Regions from separate parts of the Oncorhynchus mykiss genome. Here region 2 is linked to region 1. A link is a contact called in public Hi-C data. All regions are on one chromosome and are shown on one strand. Each heading gives the region's core, a stretch centred on a gene start, on an enhancer-like site or on the middle of the called end of the contact. The rest is flanking DNA. Distances are from core to core; before and after follow the strand shown.

Region 1 (4,158 bases), core at 1,409-3,908:
GCTGGTCATGGCTCACATCAACACCATTATCCCAGAAACCCTAGACCCACTCCAATTTGCATACCAGATCCACAGATGATGCAATCTCTATTGCACTCCACACTGCCCTTTCCCACCTGGACAAAAGGAACACCTATGTGAAAATGCTATCCATTGACTACAGCTCAGTGTTCAACACCATAGTGCCCTCAAAGCTCATCACTAAGCTAAGGACCCTGGGATTAAACACCTCCCTCTGCAACTGGATCCCGGACTTCCTGACAGGCTGCCCCCTGGTGGTAAGGGTAGGTAACAACACTTCCGACACGCTTTACTTCAACAAGGGGGCCCCTCGGGGGTGTGTGCTCAGTCCCCTCCTGTACTCCCTGTTCACTCATGACAGCACGGCCAGGCACGACTCCAACACCATCATTACGTTTGCTGATGACACAACAGTGGTAGGCCTGATCACTGACAATGATAAGACAGCATATAGGGAGGAGGTCAGAGACCTGATCATGTGGTGCAAGGACAACAACCTCTCCCTCAATGTGATCAAGACAAAGAAGTTGATTGTGGACTACAGGAAAAGAAGGACCGAGCATGCCCCCATTCTCATAGACGGGGCTGTAGTGGAGCAGATTGAGAGCTTCAAGTTCCTTGGTGTCCCATCACCAACAAACTAACATGGTCCAAGCACACCAAGACAGTTGTGAAGAGGGCACGACAAAACCTATCCCCCTCAGGAGACTGAAAAGATTTGGCCTTGGTCCTCAGATCCTCAAAAGGCTTTACAGCTGCACCATCAAGAGCATCCTGACGGGTTGCATCACTGCCTGGTATGGCAACTGCTCGGCCCCCGACCGCAAGGCACTACAGAGCGTGGTGAGTACGGACCCAGTACATCACCGGGGCCAAGCTTCCTGCCATCCAGGACCTCTATACCAAGACTCCAGCCACCCTAGTCATAGACTGTTCTCTCTGCTACTGCACGGCAAGCGGTACTGGAGCGCCAAGTCTAGGTCCATGAGGCTTCTAAACAGCTTCTACCCCCGAACCATAAGACTCCTGAACAGCTAATCAAATGGCTACCCAGACTATTTGCATTGCCTGTTTCTAGGTAGGAGCACTGTACTTTGGCCAATAAAATAATATATATAATAGCTCATCTCAGCTTGAGTAAGGCTGTAGGGTTTGGCCATGTGAAGCTGGGGCTAACATGTGACAAATTATAATCGTACACAAATTGACCTCAGAAATAAACAACATTTGCATATTAAAATAAAAAGAAACAGTAGGTACCCGGCACAGCCTATCTCTTATCTCCAAACAAATATGGCAAGTTTGGCAACCAGGTCATAAACTGACACATGAGGTGAAGCATATAAAACATGTTATCCATTCTCATGTGGTCTAGGCCAGGGGTTTTCAACTGGGGGTCCACGAAGATACTGTAGTGGGTCCTATAAAATAATATAAATAATATTTTATTTTCAGTGTTTTTTTTGTGTTTTTTTTTATATCGCTAGCAACATACCTACAGTAGAAAAGAGGAGAATATATTCTAATGATGTCAACTTTATTTATCAACTACTAATATTGAGCAAACTACACTCATTGGAGCCAATTACACTCACTGGAATATCTGACATAGGCCTTGAAAAAGCATCCGAGAATAGGCTACCAGTGCGGGAAGTGCCACCGGCTGCTGGTAAGCTTTCATTGGCCTAAACAACTGGCCTAAACAACTGCTCTTAGCGAACATGGGTTTGGAGTTACCTTTCTAGATAATAGGCTATGTTAGAGTTTTACACCTCCTCTTCCAATTAGAATGTCAAAATAATTTTACCTTTATTTCACTAGGCAAGTCAGTTAAGAACAAATTCTTATTTTCAATGACGGCCTAGGAACAGTGGGTTAACTGCCTGTTCAGGGGCAGAACGACAGATTTGTACCTTGTCAGCTCAGGGGTTTGAACTTGCAACCTTCCAGTTACTAGTCCAACACTCTAACCAATAGGCTACCCTGCCACCCCAAATCTATTCATTTTAAAATGTTTCAAACTTTTTGTTGCTGATGATAAGACAAGACATTAAAAAATGAATTGATAAAGTATGATGGGGTCTCTGGGTCACCGTATGCCAGGCTCCCTGGGCAAGACAAGGTTGAAGACCCCTGTATTAGGCTTACAGACAGAAGATCTTAATTTGAGCCAGTTTGCTACAGCAGGGAAATAATTTTGCAGGAACAGGAAATGTGAATTATTAAGTGGATTATAATTAATGAACATTTTTTGTAGGGGTTGATAAATGTTTCCTTATGGAAATCAAGTCTGACGTTTTAAAGTGGAAATTACAAACTTAAGAAGCCTTTTCAAACAATGAACACAAGCAGACATTGCAATAGTAATTTATTAGAATCACCCACCCCCACACAATTCGGTAATTTAATAAGATCGTCAATTCACGTCCAGTCTCCATGGCCTACCAGTTCACAGCTGTACAGATGTGTGGTGAATTAATCTGATGGAGAAGAGGCGTTCATTGTTCAGTGAGAAAGGAAGTGGTGAAGCGAAAGGGTTGATGCCGCGTTCATATCAACTGGGAACTCAAAATAATACGAGGTCAAATCATCTTGATCTTCAGGATGGAAATTCCGAGTTGGATGACTATTCGAATCGGGTTTTCCCAGTCGGAGCTCGTATTTTTTCTCCAAGTTCCCAGTTGTTTTGAACAGACTAAATTCGGAGATTTCCGAGTCCCAAACTCCCAGTGGTTTTGAACGCGGCATTACTCTGCCCAAAATCTGTCCACGAAGTGACGGATTCTTGTATGGAGGTCTGTGTCTGTGAGACAGTGTCGAATTTGGTCGAGCAAAAAATGTAACTGCTAATTTTCCACGTGAGGCTTATTTGATCGAATACACGTTTCGTAATTGTGAGGTTGTTACGAATGCACTATATAAGTGGCCGCACGTGGCGTTTCGGCAATTTGGGAAAAAACTACTACATTTATATTGGAGCTGTGCGTGTTGTTCACTCGCGTATCTTCCCTTTCTGATTGGCTAGAATGGTCCCACCTGATATTGACTCCTCCCGTTTGCCTTCCATCTTTGAGGACATGTATTTCCATTTTTCAGTCATTTGTTAGAGCAGCTACTCGACTATCTTGTCAATATAATAGATCATCTTCGGTTCAGTCAAAAAACTGGAGCTTTGACGTCACACCACTATTTTCCGCAGGATTAAAGATGGCTCCGCATCATGTACTAAAGTGCTGTCAACGGAGTTTAGCTTGGATACCTGTTATTTTCATCAACCTGGTCGTTGGCTGGTCTTATTATGCATACGTCGTGGAACTCTGTATCTGTAAGTATACAATTATCGTTTTTGGATGATTAACGGTGTTTGTTTCCTCATTGAAACAAAGTTGCTTGACTGCCCAGCTGGAGAATGTGTAGGATTCGGGAAACAGTACAGAAATGTGGTGGGACGAGAACAGGTGAAACAGTGAAAGACTACTTTGTTGCGGATAGCCAATCACGCTCATAGATAGAACCCTGTTTTAGCCTGTTTCTGCTGCTGATAGTACAATGACATGCATGTCTGTCAGTCAGTCAGTCAGTGAGTGGCTGTAATCAGGGGCATCCCTTCAGCAGGGCAAACAAAGCATTCTGTGATGGGTGGGTCCCCCACTGGTAGTGCCAGGCTACCGCTGGGGGGTGAGAGGAGGGGGTCTGTAGATGTGAGCATACTACTGTAGTACTGTAACTCTGCAGACGCATCAATCAGATGCCCTCTCTAAACTCCTATTTTCTCTCTCTGTGTGTACTTTGTCTGTTTCAGTTACAATCCCAAATAATGCAGAAAAAAGTAAGTAACATTCAGAAACATTTGGTGCTTTCACAACTGTCTTTGATCACACAAACTCTATTGTATACCTGGTTGTTTTTTGTTCTTGCTCCCTCTCTCCAACAGTATCATACCTGGTTGTTTTTTATTCTTGCTCCCTCTCTCCAACAGTATCATACCTGGTTGTCTTCCACCTGTTCTTCATCATGTTTATCTGGTCCTACTGGAAGACTATCTGCAGTAGGCCTGCCAGCCCCTCTAAAGAGGTATACAGAGTAGGGCTGACCCAATTTAGTCTACTGGTCGAAAAGGCTGTAAGGCTGATATTT
Region 2 (4,516 bases), core at 1,353-3,852, 130 kb after region 1:
GGAAAGAGGACGACGACCAACCTCCTTTCCATGTGGGGGATCTGTGGGGAGGGCTGCCTTCCTGTGCCCACTCAGTGCTGCGGCGTCCGCTGCCCTCCCGCTCCCTTCCCACCACTCCATGCTGCTGCCTGGGATCTTGCTCAGCAGACCACCTGCACATCCATCACAAACAATACAAAAAATGATTACATTGGAAGATCCATTATCGTGTGAAGTGGGAAACGGAGGTTTAGCTTTCCTTTATGCTGCCCCTTCACCATTATGCCATGATACAGGTAGGAGAGTAAAACCTTCAGAGAGCATATACTTTCCAGTGGCAGGTGACTAGTAGTGTAATAACATCAGATCACGGCATTTTACTGTTTATCAGCATTGTAATACTGAACGATAATTTTGACCTCTGACGCAGAGGACTACGTGAGTTTACACTTTTCCCCCTCCATTTATATTACCCAGCCCATACTGTATCTTCACTCCTGTACCTCTCTGGATAAGGACCTCTGCCATGAAAATCCCGTAGCTTTCTCTGGGGGGAGCCAGAGGGCCCACGTTCACCATTGTGTGGTCGGGGAATGGGCCCTGGCCCATTCCAGCGCATCCCCCCGCGACCTGGGCGCTCAAACTGCCTCTCCCTGGGACTATAAGGCGGCCGGACACCCCAGCTCCTGTCCTCTTCGTGAGACGGACTTGGGCGCTTGTGAGGGCCCCTGAAGGAACTGTGGGGGGACTGTGAGGGTTGTGGCCTCCTGTCAGGAGGTTGGTTATGATAATGGCGTGGTGAGGGGGATCTGTAACCTGAGTGGTTTCCATGGATAAGTGCACCCCTCTGGCCCTGGGGCCCTTGTCCAGGAGTATGAGGGGAGGACCTATGCTGAGCTGGGGGGGGACGGTTTGGCCCGGAAGGGGAAGGCCTCCTGTGGCCATGATGGGGCTCCGTTTGGGAGGGGTATGTGTTGAAGGAATCCTGGTTTTGGGACCTCCACTGATTGAAAGGTCGCTCCCTCCGTTCTCCCATCAGTGGGGGCCTCCGTTCTCCCATCAGTGGGGGCCTTTTGGCAAAGTGAGCACGTCCTCTGCCTCTGGAATCTCTCCAGCTTGGAGGGACCTTTCCTGAGTGGCCCCGGAATCCTCTCTGACTCCTGGGGTGGGGGCTGTAATTCTCTTCATATGGCATGTTGTAGCCATCAGAGTAGGGCCTGTTGAATAACAAAACAAAGTCTTGAAGAAACTTGAAACACCCACACAATTAATGTTATTTATATCATTATCAATATATAGTCTACACAAGTAAAATAGACTAAAATCCAAATTAATTGACATCACCAATTATTAATTAGTATACACTGCCCCTTTTGTTGTAACTCTGCACATACCTGGGTTTGAACCGAGGAGGTCCGGAGTAAGGTCTGACCATCTTTGGGATACACTGAATAATCTGCAGACAAGAAATAACGTTTTTGCATTGACAGAGGTGCCAGTTAGTGGTAAAAAAAATATGCCTAACTAGCTAGCCGATTTTGCGAAACTATAGCTGGTTAGCTACTGACGTGACACACTCGAATAAATAAGTACCTAGCTGAACCTTTACGACCCTTGCGGCCATTTTAAAAGGGCACATGTTAGCCGGTAGCTTGTTAGCTAGCTAACGTTAGCTACCCCGGGTTGTCAGAACTGTGCGAATGTATCTAATTAGCTAGTTAAAGTTGTAACGTTATGTAACAGCTGCTATAAAAAGTAGTTCGTCATCTGATAAAAATTGAGATCTACGAGTGGAGGGAAATGTGGGATGATGTTATGACTAAACGCAGTGTACCAAACAACTTCGACTATAGTAGGCCATGTTATATCAGTAACGTTATATTTTGATATCGTCTCGCAAAACAAGTCCACCTAGCTAACTAAGTCAACTAACATTAGTTGGCTCGCGTTAATAAACAAACGTTGCGGTTTACATGATTAAATAGCCATCTGTTATTGAATATAATTTAAGAGGCCAGTGTTACACTGTACGTTCCCGCTAGCTAAACTCCCAAAGCCTGTGTTGGCTAACGTTAACTAGCTACCAGCTAACGACGTCTCTATAAAGTTGATTTGCATACCACCACGTAAAACTAGTTGTTTGTAATGGGACATTTTAATAGTAATTTACCTTTCAATTTTGTAACCGACACTAAACGCCTTCGTTCTTCTACAGTCAGATCCGTCGAAACGAAAATACTGTACTAAAGTTAAATGACATACAAATGTGCAACAACAAAAAAAGATATGGTGGAGGGTGTGCCGCTGCAAATCTTATTATACCCAGTCAAATATTTGTATAACTAACCCTCAGTGCTGCAAACGCTTGAGGCACAGTTAGAACAATGAGACATATTTCACCAGATGTGAAGCAATCCGCTTGGCGTTTACACTCACTACAGAAGATGGAACGAGATGAATTTTGGCCGACGTCCTGCTAATCATCTCATCGATTAAAACATCTGATCTCAATACAGTTTTCAGTTCCCAAAACAGAGTGGACTAATTTTTGTCAAATGTACCCTTTGCCAAAGGAAAAAAACTAATTGCGTTGTATAGGAGTGCATAGGCGAATTGAGTTATTGCACACGCGCACTTCAGAGTAGGCGTCCCCTAACGGAAATACTCCAATAAAATCTCGCTAAATTGTGATTAGCACTGCCAACCTCCTTGCTTGTTCCGCCCACTCTTACTCACTTGTTCCCATTTGAAACGATGGGTTGTGGTTTATCTTGGTTTAGTTATTAACATCTTTGTGTAAACGGTCACTCAGAAACTTTCTTCTTCTATGGTGTTATGGCGGTCCTATAGAAAAAAATATCCATTGTAGTAAAAAAGTGGGAAAGCTGACATCATACAAAATACACACATAAAAAAAAAATCCATTCCATACCTTCTGTCACCTTCCAATTCAAGTCACTTTTATTTTATTTTAGTTAACCTTTATTTACCTAGGCAAGTCAGTTCAGAACAAATTCTTATTTATGATGGCCTACCAAAAGGCCTCCTGCAGGGGGTGGGATAATAAAAAAAAAAGATAGGACAAAACACACATCACGACAAAAGAGACACCACAACAGAGAGACCTATGATAACAACATAGCATGACAGCAACACATGACAACACAGCATGATAGCAACACAATATGTCAACAACATGGTAGCAACACAACATGGCAGCACCACAACATGGTATAAACATTATTGGGCACAGACAACAGCCCAAAGGGCAAGAAGGTAGAGACAACAATACATCACATGAAGCAGCCACAACTGTGAGTAAGAGTGTCCATGATCGAGTCTTTGAACAAAGAGGTGGAAAAAAACTGTCCAGTTTGAGTGTTTTTTGCAGCTCATTCCAGTTGCTAGCTGCAGCGAACTGTAAAGAGGAGCGACCCAAGGATGTTTGTGCTTTGGGGACCTTTAACAGAATGTGACTGGCAGAATGGGTGTTGTATGTGGAGGATGATGGCTGCAGTAGGTTTCTCAGATACAGAGTAGTGAGGCCTAAGAGGGTTTTATAAATAAGCATCATTCAGTGGGTCTTGCAACAGGTATACAGAGATGTTTACAGAGGAGTATAGAGTCTAGTGATGTGTCCTATAAGGAGCAGTGGTGACAGATCTGATGGCCAAATGGTAAAGAACATCTAGCCGCTCGAGCACCCTTACCTGCCGATCTATAAATTACGTCTCCAAAATCTAGCATGGGTAGGATGGTCATCTGAATCAGGGTTAGTTTGGCAGCTGGCGTGAAAGAGGAGCGATTACGATAGAGGAAACCAAGTGTAGATTTAACCATAGCCTGCAGCTTTGATATGTGCTGAGAGAAGGACAGTCTAGCCATACTCCCAAGTACTTGCTCTAAACCCTCAGAGGTCGTAATCACACAGGTGGGGAGAGGGGCATTCTTCTTACCAAACCACATGGCCCTTGTTTTGAAGGTTAAGGGAAGGTTAAGGGAAGAGAAAGCTGGTTGGACACTAAGAAAGCTTTGTTGTATAGTGTTTAACACAACATCTGGGGAGGGGCCAGCTGAGTATAAGACTGCATCATCTGCATATAAATGGATGAGAGAGCTTCCTACTGCCTGAGCTATGTTGTTGATGTAAATTGAGAAGAGCATGGGGCCTAGGATTTAGCCTTGGCGTACTCCCTTGGTGACAGGCAGTGGCTGAGACAGCAGATGTTCGGACTTTATACACTGCACTCTTTGAGAGAGGTAGTTAGCAAACCAGGCCAAAGACCCCTCAGAGATACCAAAACTCCTTAGCAGGCCCACATGAATGGAATGGTCTACAGTATCAAAAGCTTTGTCCAAGTCAATAAAAATGGCAGCACACCATTGCTTAGAATCAAGTGCAATGGTGACATAATTTAGGACCTTTAAGGTTGCAGTGACACATCCATAACCTAAGAGGAAACCAGATTTCATACCAGAGATAATACTATAGATAAGTTTAAGGAGCTCCTTTAGCACCTCGGACTCAGTGACCACC

What was found. Hi-C and Micro-C count contacts between places; a contact is called where the count stands out from the background.
Region 2: a contact with region 1 is called in a Hi-C map of liver, with 3 times the contacts expected there. The contact joins the promoter of si:ch211-114c12.2 here to the promoter of LOC110510057 in region 1. A contact is called at or near these places in 2 of 3 Hi-C or Micro-C datasets (blood and liver).

The regions. Positions count from the first base shown.
Region 1 is chrY:32,164,643-32,168,800 of USDA_OmykA_1.1, forward strand. LOC110510057 (palmitoyltransferase ZDHHC20) reads left to right here and starts at 2,659. Exons shown (of 13, transcript XM_036967701.1): 1 at 2,659-3,346; 2 at 3,824-3,850. The coding sequence starts at 3,320.
Region 2 is chrY:32,293,824-32,298,339 of USDA_OmykA_1.1, forward strand. It overlaps si:ch211-114c12.2 (serine/arginine repetitive matrix protein 1), which reads right to left and starts at 2,603. Exons shown (of 9, transcript XM_021591366.2): 1 at 2,327-2,603; 2 at 1,374-1,435; 3 at 483-1,196; 4 at 1-152. The coding sequence starts at 1,414.